Regions from separate parts of the Mus musculus genome. Here region 2 is linked to region 1. Evidence: chromatin contacts called from public Hi-C data. All regions are on one chromosome and are shown on one strand. The core of a region is the stretch at or near the end of the contact, and the rest is flanking DNA. Distances in the headings are between cores, read along the strand shown. Region 1 overlaps Gm1720 (predicted gene 1720). Region 2 has its middle 21 kb from the start of Gm8817.

The links. Hi-C and Micro-C count contacts between places; a contact is called where the count stands out from the background.
Region 2: a Hi-C map of olfactory sensory neurons shows a contact between it and region 1, with 3 times the contacts expected there. The contact joins two enhancer-like sites. A contact is called at or near these places in 4 of 15 datasets of contacts at CTCF or cohesin (the NIH/3T3 cell line, large pre-B cells and pro-B cells), 25 of 484 Hi-C or Micro-C datasets (the HL-1 cell line, adipose-derived mesenchymal stem cells, bone marrow-derived macrophages and 12 more) and 14 of 115 datasets of contacts at active chromatin or transcription factors (the NIH/3T3 cell line, bone marrow-derived dendritic cells, differentiating embryonic stem cells and 11 more).

What each region holds. Positions count from the first base shown.
Region 1 is chrX:166,664,481-166,670,075 of GRCm38.p6, reverse strand. Gm1720 (predicted gene 1720) reads right to left here. Exons shown (of 9, transcript NR_046015.1): 5 at 3,710-3,810. Among named protein-coding and RNA genes, the nearest start is that of Gm1720, 5.3 kb to the right of the region's middle. Within about 2 kb of position 2,100, at least 4 of the 459 cell types and tissues checked have an H3K27ac peak or open chromatin away from gene starts, as enhancers often do. A contact at or near this core is called in olfactory sensory neurons, where this site is marked.
Region 2 is chrX:167,046,920-167,052,514 of GRCm38.p6, reverse strand. No RefSeq gene overlaps it. Among named protein-coding and RNA genes, the nearest start is that of Gm8817, 21 kb to the left of the region's middle. Within about 2 kb of position 2,649, at least 96 of the 459 cell types and tissues checked have an H3K27ac peak or open chromatin away from gene starts, as enhancers often do. A contact at or near this core is called in olfactory sensory neurons, where this site is marked.

The sequences.
Region 1 (5,595 bases), core at 851-3,350:
GCCTAGCAAGACAAGAATGATGCCTGGGCTATATAAGCTTTAGGCTTATATAGAAAAGGAATTAGAGTTTGGGTAGACTTGCATACTGCAGTCCTGATCAAGGTGAGGTCTGGTCGATTATTGTCTCAATTCTAGTTCTGCAATGCATGCTGCCTGGGTCAACACTGTGGATTTATTCACAGTTGTCAAGAACCCCAGAGAATTTCATATCCATCCAGCTTTTCTGAACTGTTCAGATCACCCAGACAAAGCTTCTTGGCTTCTCCTTGGCTGGAGACACAGGGAAGATCAAACTCCAAATGGCTGTATGTGTGACAAAGCTTCTTGGCTTCTCCTTGGCTGGAGACACAGGGAAGATCAAACCCCAAATGGCTGTATGTGTGACCTTCACTTGGTTTCCAATGGGATGATCCCAATGATTATGATCAGATCTCAAAGAGACATGGACTGCCTTTGAGAGATCCAAATTCAATGCATGCACATCAAATATATAGGGATAAGTCTACTCTAACAACCTTGACGCTTATACTGTGGAACAAAAAAAAAAGAGTAAAATGTCAGTTTTGCATCAGCAGCAGCATCCTGAAATTATCAGGAAACACACCCGGTGTTTACAATTCTTCTTCAGGCCTTCTGCTGGCAAGAGCCCTTCAAGAAGGCAATTAACAGCTCCATGCTCCTATTCCCTCACCAACACTAGAATCATACCACCTACTCATCCCAAAAGACTCATATTAGCTTGAGCCCATAAACGAATCATTTTAAAACTATTCATTTAAACTAATAAAGACTTCATAAGATCTGTACTGGGAAAACTCAGGGCTGTTTATATAACCAGAGTCCAGAGTTTTAAAGACAAAAGTCTGGGCTCCAGCAGCTCTCCAGAACTTAGGCTCAGCCACCTGTCCCCATCATACCAATTAATGAGATGGGTAACAGTGGAAAGCAAAGAGAGAGAAAGAGAGATTCAATGTGACCACAGTGGGATGAGAAACAAATAAAAGGGTCCTGCCATCCCCTGTTCATCTTCATGGTATTGACATGAGCTTTAGGCTTATATATAAAAGGAATTAGAGCTAAGGGAGACCTACATAATGCAGTCCTGACCAAGGTGGGATCTGGTTGATCATTGTTTCGATCCTAGTTCTGCAATATTGTCCAAAGACCTCAGAGACCTCAGAGCTGTCATTGTCATTGCTTGAAGAGATCCATCTGCTTCCTTCAAGATGATCACTTCTATTCCTGAGCCATGGATAATCATCCTCATCTGGGCACATGTCTGTCCTGGGAGGCTTTATACTTCCAGAAATCCAAGTTGACTCCAGGTTTGGGCAATGACTTATTTTTGTACCTTCTGTTAAAATGAAGGAACTAGACAGACTCAAAATGAAGGTGGAGATGTCAGGCTTTCGTCCTGCAGACCCAACTGTAGGATCAATGCATTTTAGCAAAAGCAATTTTCTAAACGCCTGATTCATTTAATTGTTCAAATAGGAAACTTCATTCTCCTTTGGAGGGTTTCCTAGACCTTAAATAACCCTATGAATTGTTCAAATAGGAACTTCATTCTTCTTTAGAGGGTCTCCTAGACCTTAAATAACCCTATGAATTGTTCAAATAGGAAACTTCATTCTCCTTTAGAGGGTCTCCTAGACCTTAAATAACCATATGAAATTCCCTGGTTTGCCAACTACTTTATTTTAAGGTAAGTCCAGTATAATGTTCCTAACAAACCTGAGTCAAAGATCTTTTTCTCATAAGTTAAAAATAAATACATTAAGGTTTACTGAGTCCAGCCAATGAATGACAGGGATGAGATTCAAGACACAAAGGCTACCACCACCCCCACTTTAATGGAAAGGGGTCTACTATTCTTTCTTCCATGGACAAAGGATCTTCACTACATGTTTCTACTCATAAATGCACAGACAAGGCAGGAGATAGTTGTATAAATTCTGCTTGACAGATACCAAACCTAGACTATTATGCACAACCTGATGGAATAATTCCATTTCTTCAAGGTTGTTGTTGTGGTTCGTGTATTTCAACACTCAGTCCTCAGCTGGTGCTGCTCTCTGGGGAGTTGTGGAACTTTGGAGAGTGGGGACTGTTTAGATAAACTGGGTCCCCGGAGAGCAGGTCTACTTGTGCATGCTTCTGCTCTGTGAAATGTAAGCGCAGTATGTTGCACTTTTCTGCTGTCCCATCATTAATATGACCTAGCTCATCACCACCCAGCATCTTACCTGTTATTCTGCACATCTTTTCTGTGTCATTTGTTAAACATCCTGAGGGTGAAATGGAGCTGGCCCAGAAAATCTATTGTGAGCATGTCTCAGTGTGGGGCTCTGTACACAGGGCTCTAGCTGCTGCTTGGGTCCATCTATGAGTAAAAAATGCTGCTTCATGTTGGAAAATGGTGAAAAAAGAGGCAATTTTGGCTTTGGTAGCAAACAAAAGAGAGAGATCTCCTAAGCTATGACAAGCAAGAAGCAAGCCCCAAAGATTTTTTCTTGCTCTTCTTGTTTTCTCAAAAGAAGTCTCTTCCTTGGCCATTTTGCTAAGTGTAACTAACAAGCTGTAAAAGGACTGGGAGAAAACACTACAAGTACCAGGACTCTGTAACCTCCTTGGATACCTGATGTAGAATAAATGACCTGATTAATTACTGAATTTAGTTATGGCCCAGGCCCTAGGTACCATAGGAGTGCATAGCACTTAAGCAGCACTTAAATAGTACCAGGGCAGGGCTTTACACACAAGATGTCATTTAACCATCTCCATGATATAAAGAGAATTCCATCCCTAGTGCCACTCAAAAGCTATGGGAACTGAGGCACAGAGATCTCACAGCTTATAAGTGACAAGGTTTGGATTTGAACTGCATCTGGTTCCCAGGTAGATGCTTTAACACTGCACTGTGACTGCCATCCATTCTTCTACTTACCACAGTTGCTCTGATCTAACTATCACTGCTTAAGATATCTGTCTCTGCAGACACTAAGGGACAAAGAGTTCAGGAGATTTGCTCAAAGCCTGCAGCAGCTAAGGCATGCTAGAGATAGAACTGGACCACACTATCCATGTTTCTGTCACTCTGGTGCTACTAGATCCTCTTAGGACAAACAACAGAAATCATCTGCTGTTTAAGATGCAGTTACTTTTCCAAACTGTTCCTCAAGTCAATGCACAGCTAGGTTCTCTGTCTCCATTTGATCCCTTAGTCAGTCTACCATGTGCCATTCCAAGTGATTCTCCCAATGACTTCCGTCAACTCTCTTGCCCCCTCATCACACAGGTCTTCATGCAGATGCTTCAGACAACAAAGGGGAAAGGTCAGCTGCAAATACATTTCTCCTCAGTCATGAATCTCCACATTGTTTAAAAAAAAAAAAAGATAGTACGGTCCAAAAGTGTTTAAGCCTACCCACACAGTAATGATGGGCAGTCTGAGACCTGGAGCTTGGGCTCAGATATCTCTCTAGTAACCCTTCCTGCTAACAAATGCCTAACTCTACTGAATTCTAATGCTGCTTGGCCTGCACTGGGTCCTCCAGGATTGCTTATCTGTAACAGACACAGTGCACTGTGATCAGAGAGAAGCCAATACATGCCCCTGGTGGATAAAAGGCACATCATTCCTAGGTTGGCTTCAGACACATGTTATGGCCCCAACCTTTTTGAAACTCCCTGGTGTGGTGGTACACACCTGTAATTCCAGCACTCTGGAAGAGAGGTAGAGGATGAGATTCTCGAGGTCATAATCAAACCATGCAGTGAATTTGAGGCAATGCTGAGATATACAATACCCTGTGTCCAAAAAAAAAAATTAACTCGAAACAGAATATGGATCCTAATGCAGAAGGGGAGAAAAAGACAGCAATAAAGGAAAAATAAATGCAGAAGCCATTGGTCCTGTTACAGACTGTTTGCATCAGGATCCTGTCAATTGCAGATGACAACTTAAGAGGGAATCACCAGAGACTTGGTGGCATGGTGCTTATTAAAAACAGAAAGCCTTATTTCATGTGTTAAGATAGAGGCACAGCATTAATAACACTGGGCACATTCTCCAGTGAACCATCATGGCCTGATGAAATAATTCATCTGCTGATGTTTAGGAAGTGACCCTCTAGTCAAGACACTGAATCCAGGCCATTGTTGTAAATCAAGTTGAAATGGTAGACTGCCATCCTGCTTTGCTTCTGTATCATCTGTCCCTGATTTCTTTCTGTACTGCCTGCCCCTGCATTTGTGCTGCTATCCCCAGGGTCAATACTTGGGACAGATTGCATGCCTATGAAACGTACGGAAAACAAATCTATTTTCTGGTCCTTGACAAAGAAAGTGTGCCAGTGACCTCAGTGAAAGAGTATTCTGGAACATACCAGAAAGCTCTTGGAGGCCCTAAAAAATGTAATCCATTCAACAAACAGTAGAACTGCGAAGCAAGGGTAAGAAGTGCAGAAATGTGTGAGGAATCCTATAGTTGATTGTCTCTGTCACTGGAGCAAGCCAGCGTCTAACAGGTTTAGCTTGTCAACAAGTCCCCTGCCAATGTGTTGCTGAGCTGCTATTTTTGAAACCGTCTCACAAGAGTGACTAAGAACTACATTTCTATGAACAAGAATAAAGAGAGGAGCAGCTTTCCCAGACAGGGGCAGCCCATCTAGAATTCTAGAGACAGAGCTCACACAGGCTGATTTGGGTATTCCTATTGGCATTCAATCTCCCTGAATATGATCCATCGGAAGGGGGCCTGAGACGGCATAACTTTGCTTTGACTCTGTGTCTTCTTATTATTAATTGCTTTCTGTTTATTTGACCTTGCTTTCATGTAATTTTCATTCATATCCTTTGAGCTTACTTCGTCTTCAGCCTGCTTCCTCCTCAAGGTTGGATAGAACTTCTCTGAGATGTCCACCCTTCTGCAGACACACACACACACACATACATACATACACAAAGAGCCACATAAATAGACCCAAAGGCTTGGTTGTACCTGGTTTCTGGCACTTTGCAGGACAGTGAGCGAGTTACTGTAACTGAAGCAAGGGGCCCTTTAAGAGATGGGCTTGACTAGATGTGTTGAAGAGGGTAGTAGGGCTGATTACAACCTGCAACTGCTGCTTCTCAGCAATTATACAATGTACTGAAATTGCAAGTTGGTTAAAATAAGGTATTGGAGCTGCATAATTCTTCTTGCCCTGTTAGGGATCTTTAATGTCACCTTTTCCATACTCCCTATCTCTGCTTCCCAGGCTCAATAAACCATACTATGTATTTGTTTATATCCTGTTTAGCCCAGCGGAGTGCCATTCCCTTCCATGGTTTTCACACAGTGTTGGAGATTGGTTGGCTGTGATAATTACTTTTGCACATCCTTCTTTTGGGTCACTCCTCCTAGTACAGGGCCCCACCACCCTCACCTTGTCCTCGCTGCTCTGAGTCACCAGCGACACAGAGAAAGCTGTGTTCCTTCCTACATGGGAATCATGGGAGGCTGGGCTCTTCCCCCCACTAGATCTGCCCTTTCACACACTGACATGGGTTGTATGTGCACGGCTAGCTTTCACTGAAGGACTGAAAATGACA
Region 2 (5,595 bases), core at 1,400-3,899, 380 kb before region 1:
GCGGCTGGTGTGAGAGGTGCCACCCCTGGGCAAGTGGTTCTGGGTGTTATGAGAATGCAGGCAGGGTGGGCAAATCATGGAGAGAGCAGGCTAGTAAGCAGCACTCCTCTCTGCTCTCTGCTCTCTGCTCTCTCTGCTCTCTGCTCTCTGCTCTCTGCTCTCTGCTCTCTGCTCTCTGCTCTCTGCTCTCTGCTCTCTGCTCTCTGCTCTCTGCTCTCTGCTCTCTGCTCTCTGCTCTCATTCCCATGTCCAGGTCCCTGCCTGGAGCTCCGGCACTGACTTAACCTTGACAGGCACTGTGATGTAAAACTGTCAGCCAAATAAAGCATTTCCTGCCTGACTTGCTTTTGGCCATGATCTTTATCACTGCAAAAGAAAGAATAGGTCCTGGTCTAGAAGTACGGGAACATCTACAGTTAAACCGAAGGGTTTAGTAACAAGTCTCAGGGGAGACCAGTCTAAGAAACACTAGGCTCATCTCAAAGTTACCTTCTTTTTGCCCGAAGGGAATCAATTGTTATGTATTAAATGTTCCACAAACATTTGGGATGCCATATCCCTCTGGGATGTACTTAGATGAGCAAACCAAGACCGGGAAACTTACATGGCCTGACCAAGTTTACAGTCATATAGTCACTTAATCAGGGGCTAAAACCTCTGACTTCTGAGTAAATTCACATCTTCTTTATAATGTATCATGTGTGACGCCTCCGCAACTAAGCTATTCCTAAACTCCTGTAAATACTTACTATGTTCTTTATCATGCCTTTAGGTTCCTAACCAAATTCTACCTTTTCTTACTTGTTAACTTTTCCTTGGGATTCAGAGTGGCTCAAGGAGTGGCTCCTGCAACAAAGCACTCTGCAGTCAATCCTTGTCCTCATCGGGCTGGAGGCTGGAGGGGAAATCATTTTCCAACTGACCCTACTTACCACTCCTGCTCCTGTCCTTACCTGTACCTGTTCTTACTCACATTTCTCTTTTCTTCTCTGTCTCCATCTCTGTCTCTTTTTCTGTGTGTGTCTTCCTATCTCTCTGTCTCTTCCCCTTCCTCTCTCAATCCAAGAATGACCTTAAATTTAAATATTTGATCACCCTACCTCTACCTCCTAAGTGCTGGAGTTACAGAGGTGCGTCAACATGTTCACTCACATGTACCCATGTATGTGGTAGCAGGCAAAGAACAACCTCAAATGTAGTTCCTTGGGGGCCATGCATCTTTTTGTTAGAGACTGTCTTTCACTAACCTAGAACTTCCAAAGTAGGCTAGGCTGGCTGCCCATGAGCCTCAGGGACACAGCACTGGACGAGTATATGCCACTGTACTTGGCTTTTTCTCTTCATTATTTAATATAGGTTCTGGAGATTGGTTGGGTCATCATGCTTGCAAAGCAAGCAGTTTTCTAGCTGAACTATCTCTCCCCCAGGTACTTTGCTTTTAATTGACACATGATAAGTGTGTACATGTTTGGGATACAGTGTGATATTCTGATAAACACGTGTGATGTGTAATGACAAAAGAAAAACATCACCTCAAATATTTGTTGGTGTTGCAGTGCTTTTTATGACCCAGTAATCTTTCATTGTGTGGCTGTGCCATATTTTGCTTAGGTACGAATGTCCTGATGGACATTAGGCTTCCTCCATTTGCCTATTATGAACACTGCAACTGTGAACATTCCTGTACAAGTACTGCTTTCAACTCTTTTGGAGGGCCATCCACTTTGTTCTTGGTGCTGTTTTTGAGGCAGGGTCTGACCTTGTAATCCAGGCTGGTCTGAAACTCACCATGTAACCTCAACTGGACTTGAACAAAGTATTTTCGTTTAAGTAGACAGGAGCAAGGCTTTGGCTCCTCTACTTAATAACAACTTCCTGTTCCCTCCCCCCTACCCCCCCCCACCCTGTCCAAGCCCTCAAGGTTGTACTAGAGTCTGGGATCAGGAAATAATGGGTTCAGGTTCAGCTATCAATCCGAGCAAACAGGTAAATAGTGGAGGAGGCCTTGTGGACATGAGGAGACCAAGCTGAGCTGAAGCTAGAGGGACAACTAAGAAAGATGAAGAGAGTATCATTAATATTTTTTAAAAAAATCAGTCCTTACCCAGTAAGAATAGAAGTATATTCTTAAGTAAGATTTTGTTCTGTTTTGAGCTTTGTTTCGGTTTCTGTTTGTTTGGAGCAAGGTTTTCCTGTAGCACGGCTGGCCACAGAACTTGCTATATCATGGAAACTGGCCTTGAATTTGTGATCTTCCTGCCTTCATCTCCTGAGTGCTGGAATTACTGGCAAACAATGCCTCGCCCTGTTTATAAAGCGCTTGGACTAGAACCTAGTGTTTGCTCACAATGGCCCTATACTCTGCCTGTTGAGCTACATACAATCCCAAGAATGTGTGAGTGAAAAAATTCTATTTAAACCCTCTTTCAGCTAAAGGATTCCAATCTGAGGGCCCCCCATTTTTAGCTGCAGAAAATCCTCACTTTAGGGTGCATAATAGGAAACATGGTGCATCTCCAGTGGCTACTGAAAAGAAACAAAAACCACAAGAAGTTGGAAGCTGCAAAATGCTAACATCTCTTCAGAGACTCCAAGCCCTTTCCAGAAGTCTGGGCTTCTCTTTGTAGTCTGGTTGCTATGGTTCTGTCTTGTTGTTGCAAAATACTGTCTAATAGCCTCTGGTAAGCGGTTAAATAAGGAGCTGATAACCATGGAGGTACTTAGAGATCTCTATCATTCAAGCCTGCCTCCCAGCCCCAAGCCCTCTGACTCAGCCTTTATTCCTACCCTCCTATTGTTTATGCAGCTACCCATGATTAAAGGGAGGAGGAAAAAAACACACACATTCAGCCAGTTGTCTGCCAAGGCAACCTGGGTTCTGTGTGACAGAAATACCAACAGGCTGAAGGCTGACTGAGTTTAGCCACAGATGGGGAAAGTGTGTCCCGGTACATATTCTGCCTAGTGAGCACACATGCTGCATGAAGATATGTCAGTGAGCTCATGGATGTGGGAGTGAGTGTATGACTGGCTGGGATGCTAATGCTTATAAAAAGGGAAAAAAACATCTGGATCAAGGGTGGCTAGTCACTCTCTTCTCACAGCACAGTTCCTCAATAGCTGATAGGACTGTGGCCATCTGTGTCTGTACTCTTCTCTCTTTCCTGTCAGAAGAGGAGTCCCTCCTCCAAACCACTGGACCCTTATGTGGTTTTGGTGTTCGTTCGTTTGTTCGTTTGTTTGTTTTGTACATTGGCTTTATTGAGCCTGATTTGTGTGCAATCAATGACATCCATCCAAAATTTACAACTCTTTGTTAGAAAAATATTTATTGAAATGTTGTTCACATACCACGAAATTCACCCATTTCAAGCATGTAGTTAGTTAAGTGATTTTTTTTTTGCACATGAAATTAATTTTAAGCTGTGCTAACCATATCAGTTATAGTCATTTCAGCCATTTTCATGCAAGTATATATTATATATTGAGCTTATCCTCCTCCCATATCCATATCTCCCTCTTCCTCTACCACCCCTACCTTAGTTTCCTATATGTTTACATTACAGTTCTACTCCTCCAGTGTGTGTGCATGTGTGTGTTCTCATAATTATTGAAACAGGTCTCATGTATCTGAAGCTGGCTTCAAACTTGCTGTACAACCAAGAATGACTAGAATTCTTGATCCTCCTGCCTTCACCTTTTGAGAGATTGGATTGCTGGGATGTGCTAACAAGACCAATCTCCTTCTCCTTCTCCTTCTCCTTCTCCTTCTCCTTCTCCTTCTCCTTCTCCTTCTCCTTCTCCTTCTCCTTCTCCTTCTCCTTCTCCTCCTTCTTCTCCTTCTCCTTCTTTCTTTCTTTCTTTCTTTCTTTCTTTCTTTCTTTCTTTCTTTATTTCACTTCAGATTTTATCCCCCCCTCCTGCCCATCCTTTGAACTGTTCCACATCTCGTACCTCTTCCCAAACCCCCTGTCTCCACAAGGATGTCCCCACCTGCCACCTCCCACCCAACCAGACCTCTAAACTCCCTGGGGCCTCCAGTCTCTTGAAGGTTAGGTCCATCTTCTCTGAACCCAGACCTGGCAGTCCTCTGCTGTATATGTGTTGGGGATCATATCAGCTGGTGTATGCTGTCCGGTTGGTGGTCCAGTGTTTGAGAGATCTTGGAGTGTGTGTGTGTGGGGGGGGGGGGGGGCGCGGTGTTCCTGAGACAAGATCTCACCACGCAGCCCTAGCTAGCCTGGAACTCACTATGTAAACCAGATTGACGCGAAATTCTGGAGTCCATGAAGAGATCCTCTTCCATCTGCCTTCTGAATGCTGAAATTACAGGTATACATCACCATGCCCAGCCTTTCCCTACCCCACCCCCACCCCTCTCCCCTTTCCTGTTGGCTGAAGTCTTTCTTGATTATAACCATTGTTTCTTTGTGATAGCCCTATGCACAAACATTGATAAGCATTGTTCTAGTTTCAGCCTGTTATTGTGACAAATATCTTGACCAAAAGCAACTGGGGTGGGGAAGGGGGTGTATGTGAAAGCATTTAATTTACTTGTATTTCCTGGTCACAGTCCATCATTGAGGTGAATTAGGGCAAGCATGTAAGCAGAAACTTGATGCTGAAACCATGGTGAAGCACTGATTACTGGTTTCCTTGCATGATCAGGCTTAGTTCACATTTTTATACAGCTCAGGACCACTGACCCAGGGATGGCGCTGACCACAGTGGGCTGGCCCTTTCTATAGCAGTTAATGATCAAGACAATCCCCTGAAGAGAAGCCTACACACCACGCTAATCTAGGCAACTGCTCAGTTGAAAATCTCCTGGCTGTACGACCCTGGCTGTATCAAGTTGACAATTGAAGTTAACTAAGATGAGCAAAATGTGTGTCTCTCCACATGTCAGAATTTATTGGAAAGCAATAAAATCACAAGGTGTAATGGTTTCAATGTCAGCAATTTGTCATATAATCTCACCTAACTGGAAAACCAGGCCAAGGCGAATGAATGCAGGACTTTTTGTTTAAATTTTACGTTAGATTATACTATTATTGATTCTCATACCATACATCACACATCTACCTGCATATATATGATTTACACAATGAATACGTGTTAAAGAGGCAGCAGCAGTGTACCAAAGGTTTGTGTAACTGCGCTGAGAGCCTTTACCTTTAAGATAACTAAGGAGACCAACCAGAAAGGGCTGCTGCTGGAGTTGCTGAAGTTAGGGTTTGAGAGTGAAAGTGCAGAGTTCAGCTTCTTGGTGAAAGACTGGACTGAAGTCTGAGGGCAGAAAATGGCAGCTTTGAATATAGATCTAAACAAGCAAACAGGTAGATGGTTAGTTAGTGAAGTCAAGTATACCTTGTCATATGGAGGAATTAGACCATTTTATTGGTCTAGAGTATTTGATAAATTCTTGTGCCTTGTTTCTTTGATATGATTTCCACACACCCATATACCCCTCCAGTCTCAATTCACCATGTTGATCTGAGAGAGTGGCCCCCTTTCTATTCCCAGGAATAAGTCAGGTATCAGGCTGTTGTGGATGATGGTGCCTGACAGATGGTGCAGTTTCTGACTCCACTC